Linked DNA regions of Oryctolagus cuniculus: region 1 is linked to region 2. Evidence: chromatin contacts called from public Micro-C data. All regions are on one chromosome and are shown on one strand. Each heading gives the region's core, a stretch centred on a gene start, on an enhancer-like site or on the middle of the called end of the contact. The rest is flanking DNA. Distances are from core to core; before and after follow the strand shown.

Evidence for each region. A called contact is a pair of places that touch in the nucleus more often than the background predicts.
Region 1: a contact with region 2 is called in a Micro-C map of ear pinna, with 5 times the contacts expected there. The contact joins the promoter of PABPC1 here to the promoter of RNF19A in region 2. A contact is called at or near these places in 2 of 6 Hi-C or Micro-C datasets (ear pinna and an unstated tissue).

The regions. Positions count from the first base shown.
Region 1 is chr6:126,167,247-126,169,946 of mOryCun1.1, reverse strand. PABPC1 (poly(A) binding protein cytoplasmic 1) reads left to right here and starts at 1,331. Exons shown (of 15, transcript XM_008255797.4): 1 at 1,331-2,027. The coding sequence starts at 1,835. LOC138849952 (a long non-coding RNA gene) reads right to left here and starts at 938. Exons shown (of 2, transcript XR_011389268.1): 1 at 802-938; 2 at 231-366.
Region 2 is chr6:125,791,535-125,794,234 of mOryCun1.1, reverse strand. RNF19A (ring finger protein 19A, RBR E3 ubiquitin protein ligase) reads left to right here and starts at 1,310. Exons shown (of 10, transcript XM_051843960.2): 1 at 1,310-1,564.

The DNA of each region.
Region 1 (2,700 bases), core at 82-2,581, 380 kb before region 2:
AACCTGAGGCTGTTCCCTTACCAGTAAAATAAAGTTATTACTTCTCCACCTCCCACCCAAGATTACTGTCAGGAACACACCATAGAACAGTTGTGGAAATGCTTAAATGCTCATTACCACCTGACGGCAGATTCTGTATATTGACCTGTCACTCCTATGAGCTGGCATTTTTAAGGCTACCAAGTGAATTTAGTGTTTAATTAAAGCTCACAACTAACGTAGGAAATTACTTTAAACATTTATAATTGGGGCGGTGTAGGCCATTCCTAATTTTGTCTGGTTGCAGGGCTGCGGTGCCATACACGAAACGGCTGCGACCAACTCCCACTCTCAGGAGAAACTCGTTTTTCTCCGGTGTGCGACCAGCTAAGCAAATACACAAACAGCACGAATCAGTGACCCCAACCTAGCACCTCAAGGCAACGCGTGGTCAGATCCCCCCCAGCCACAGCGACCCCGGCGACACGGAGGAGGGAGAGCGAGGCTCGGACCCCAGCACGCCGCCCCTCCCCCTCCCCCTCCCCCCGCAGCCCCGGAGCGGCGACGCGGGCCCCTCGCCCCGGACGGTTGGGGTCCCCGAGCGGTGGCCAGCACCCGCGGCCAGTTGGGCAGGGCGAGCGCCGCGGCCGTTGAGGACTGCAGCTCCCGGCAGGCACCGCTTCCGCGGCCGACGCGCGTGGCGGCGCTGCCCGCTGGGAGTCGTAGTGCGGTCCGGGTAGGAGAAAAGGGGGAAGCTGCCACCACCGGCTCCTCCCGTGCACGTTTCGGACACTGGGCCTGGAGGGGCCCTCGCCGGCCTACCCGTACCCGGCGTCCCCTCGGAGCGTAGGGAGCGCGGAGCGGGGGCCGGCGCGGCGGGAAAAAGGCCCCCGGAGGCCGCGCACGTGCGGGGTGGTTAGCGCTGAGGAACCCGGAAGCGCCGCGCACCGCCCACCGCGGCGGTGACGGGTTAACGCTCCTGCGGGTGGAGGTGGGGGAGGGCTGTGCGCCACGAGGGGCCGCCCCAGCCGACTCCGCCGAGCAGCGCCCGCCGGCCGGCCCTCCCTTCCCCCCCTCCCGCGGGCCCTACGCCGCGAGGCCCCGCCCCCGGCAGCGGCGCGTGCGCAGAGGCCCCGCCCCTCCGCCCAGCCCCACCCCCACACCCGCGGCCGCCACCTCTCTCCCATCCTCTCCGCTCTTTCCTCCTCCTGCTCTCTCTTCCCTCCTCCCCCTCGCCGCCTTGACTCCGCCTCCTCCGGCGCTGACGCTCGCGTAGGGCTCTGGCGTCAGACGCGCGGGGCGGGGCGGGTGCGGCGGGGGGTATAAGTAGAGGGTGCAGGAGGCGGTGCTTCCCCTTCTCCCCGGCGGTTAGTGCTGAGAGTGCGGAGTGTGTGCTCCGGGCTCGGAACACACATTTATTATTAAAAAAATCCAAAAAAAATCTAAAAAAACCTTTAAAAACCCAAAAAAAAATTTACAAAAAATCCGCGTCTCCCCCGCCGGAGACTTTTATTTTTTTTTTCTTCCTCTTTTATAAAATAACCCGGTGAAGCAGCCGAGACCGACCCGCCCGCCCGCCCGCAGCAGCTCCCAGAAGGAACCGAGAGACCGAGGCCTTCCCCGCTGCCCGGACCCGACACCGCCACCCTCGCTCCCAACCGGCAGCCCGCAGCCAGCGGCAGCGGATCGACCCGGTTCTGCGGCCGTTGAGTAGTTGTCGATTCCGGTTGAATTTTGTCCCTCTGCGCTTGCCCCCGCTCCCATCCCCCCGGCGCCGGCCCCCCGGCCCCAGCACTCGCCCTCCTCCTCTCACGGAAAGGTCGCGGCCTGTGGCCCTGCGGGCAGCCGTGCCGAGATGAACCCCAGCGCCCCCAGCTACCCCATGGCCTCGCTCTACGTGGGGGACCTGCACCCCGACGTGACCGAGGCGATGCTCTACGAGAAGTTCAGCCCGGCCGGGCCCATCCTCTCCATCCGGGTCTGCAGGGACATGATCACCCGCCGTTCCTTGGGCTACGCGTATGTGAACTTCCAGCAGCCGGCGGACGGTGAGCGCCGGGCCCGGCGGGCGGGCGGGCGGGCGGGCGGCCATGAGGCCCGGGCGGCGGCGGCGGCGGCGGCGGCGGCGGGCGGGCTAGGCCGGGGCGGGGGTGGGAGGGCTTGTCACCCACCCTGCGGGGGCCCGGCGGGGCGACACCCCTGGCCCGCCCGCCCGGGGACCCGCGCGGCCGGCCGCCCCACGCCCCCCGCGTGCCGGGCCACTTCCTCCTTTGCGACCATTTTCTCGGCCTCGGCGGCTCTGAAACTTTGGGGGTGATGACGCGCCGGGGAGGGCGGCTGAGATGTCCGGTCCCTGCCCGGCGCTCCCGCCGCCCAGCCGCAGCAGCGTTCGCCGCCGAGTTCTCGGGGCGTGGGTGGGAGGCGCTCGCTCCTGCCCGGCGTCCCCGGCCCGGGGAGGAAGTGCAGTTTGGTGCTCGAAAAACACCACGTGTTGAACCCTGTAACCCCGCAGGCCGAGGCCTGTGCCTGCTCCCGGCCCAGTCGCCTGGGGGAGCCACCGGGCCTTAGGATGAAGTTGAACGTGGGGAGGAGTGGCGGGGGTCCTGAGCCCCGCGGGTGTGCCGTTCACTGCTGCGTGGCTGGCGGCCGCGGAGACGCACATGGCCCGGGAGGCTTTCCCCGGGGTGCGGCAGCGTGGTGGGAGGGGGCCGCGCTGCAGAC
Region 2 (2,700 bases), core at 61-2,560:
CATTCTGCAGAACTGTCGTCAAAACCCCCTCTCAAGCCAATCTCCATCTGTGCTGAAATGTTGTTTAACATGTTGATATCTTTTCAAGGATTATATTATGTATGGGTACTGTTCCATCAATGTACTATTCTTATACTATCTGTAGGCTTCAAGTATCCCATAAACTGCTGGCTGCCTTCAAATAGCATTTAAAGGTGCATCTATAACAGTTTGAAAATTTCTGACAAATGAAAATAAACAGACCCATAATTACTTCCTTTAAAATTAACGTTCAAAGATACTTGGACCTCAACTGCCTTGCTTGTTCGGTTTTCTAATTGGTAAACATGACTGGGTTACCAACGATACCAACCACGGTCGGAAAGACCATGGCTCCCTGGTTTGTATCTAATTTCAATTAGACATACTAAAACAAGGATTGGAAGGATGATATATTTAGTTAAGAAACAGATGGCGAATGCAGTCTGTCCAGCATCTATCATATTCATTTCTCAGTATTCCAAAGAAGACTGATCTATATCTTGATGAGAAATAAACCAGGAGGAAATGGACCAGGCCCTGACTTTGTTCATTCAATTAAGAAGAATTTATACCAAGTCTTGTGTAAGGTAAAAAAATTAAAGGAGGGGTGTCTGGCAGGCTTAGAAGATAGGTGATGCAACAGTTAAAGCTAGATCAAAGTAATTCAGAAAGTAGCAGAGATCAATGAGCACTGAAATGTGAATTCTCAATGAGCATACGGCTTTGTGAAGTACCAAAATACGGAGTGACAAAGGTGAGTCCAAGGGAGTCTCCACACCCTCGCGCAAGGTGCTACTGTGGCCAAGGGCCATTAAAACTGACCGAGGGCACCTGCGGACGTACCGCGCCCAGAGCAGAACTCTGGGCCACGCAGCGGCCCCGCTCTCCCGGGTGCTGCCAATCAAGCAGGTGAACCGAGAAAGCACAAAAGGAATAAATAACGCCGTGCGAAAAGCCAGGAGCCGGCATCCTTCGCTCTGACAGCTCCAGCCATCCCCACCTGTCCTCGCAGGAGGGCGGGGAGACGCTGCCCCACAGCCCAGCCCACTCAGGGCGAATCTCTGCACGCGGCAGGGCGGGTGACTGCCCGGCCGCCCAGGTGCAGCCAGCGAAACGGTGCGCGGGCGTCCGGCGAACGCTCGACCAAGTCCCAGAGCCGCCCGCGGCGGGCCGGGTGGGCGTGACGCCATGACGCAAGGCACGTGGGTGGCGCGCCGAGGCGGGGCGGGGCGGGGCGGCCGGGGGGCGGGGGCGAGAGGAAGAAGTGGGAGGAGGAGGCGGGGAAAGCGGGGGCTGAGGGAGGGGGAATGGCAGTTGTGGTGCTGGTTCACCCCAGCAGCCTTCCAGCCAGAACTGCGGAGGAGGTCTGGGGAGCGGCCGTCGGGCCCCGGTCCCTCCGCTCTCCCCGCCCCGGCTGAGAGGCGCCGCTCGCCGCTGAGGGACCCCCCGCACCCGCAGCGCTTCCTCGGGTTCCTGCCGTCGCTCGGGGGAGATGGGCCTGCTCGCCCGCAGCTCTGCGTCGCCGCCGCTCTGAGGAGTTAAGGTACGGCGGGCACCGCAGGAGGTTGCACCCGGGAGCGGGCAGGGTGGCTCCGGTTTCCGACCCGACGAGCTCTGGCCTCGCGCCCTTCCCCGGGACGAAAATGGATTCGGAAGCCCCGGGACTTGGGGGTGGGGGGCGAGAAGGCGCCCCCTTCGGCGCCCTGCGAGAGGGGCTGGGGCCGCGGCCAGCCGGCCCGGGGCGTGGGGGGGGGGGGGACTCGGGGCCTCGAGGGTCAGGCCCAGGACTGGCCCCTGGGTTGGCTGCGCTGGCCGGGGCGGAGCCCGGGTGTCTGTGGAGCGGGCAGCCGGCCCGGCAGTGTTGTGACTGCCGAGGCGGTGCTCCCCTGGAGCACTCGCCCAGCCCCTGAAGCTGGCGAGACCGGAGGGCGGCTGCCCCGGCGGGGCGGCGGGGGCGGAGCGCATTCCTGACGGGTGAAATCGGCTCTAACGGGACCGGCTTCCGGGCCTGGCTTGCACATTCGGGGGGCCGGGGAGGTCGGCCCCCCAACGCCTGGGGCTGTTGGGCAGGAAAGCCGGGAGCCGGGGCGGGTTGGTCCGAGCAAGCTACACCCCCGGTGAACCGTGGTGTGTGGCTCCGGGATCTTCCGGGCTTGTCTTCCCCTGGACCTTCGTCTGGGTGTTCCCGGCCCGCACCCAGCAAGTAATGCCCCGACTTTGCATTTCCAGCTTTTATCAGCTGGGTTCCACCCTGCCCTCGCCCCCCACCTCCAGCCCCACCCTTTCCACCGATGGACCGTGGAAAAAGAAGTTTAGGGTTCGTTAACCTCGCGTCAAGGGCAGTACATAGAAGAAGGAAGAGAGTGGCGGAGGCTAGGTCTGTGGGAGAGAGGAAGGTGGACTTTTTCCCCCGTTGGCCTTCGGAGGTAGAAATACATGAAGGATGCTTGCTTACTCTGCTTAATATTGGCTGTTCAAAATGTGGCAGAATGTTCTGTTACGTTGACGTTGGAAAGGGCATCCCCAGGTGTTGGCCTTAAATGTTAGTAAACAGTGGAGGCGAAAAGCTGCTGCTGTGAAATGTTTGTGATCTTTTCTTTCCTTTCTCTCTCTCTCTCTCTCTCTTTTTTTTTTTTTTTTTTTTGGTAAGAACATGGCTGTCTTTCTATTGTTTTCTTG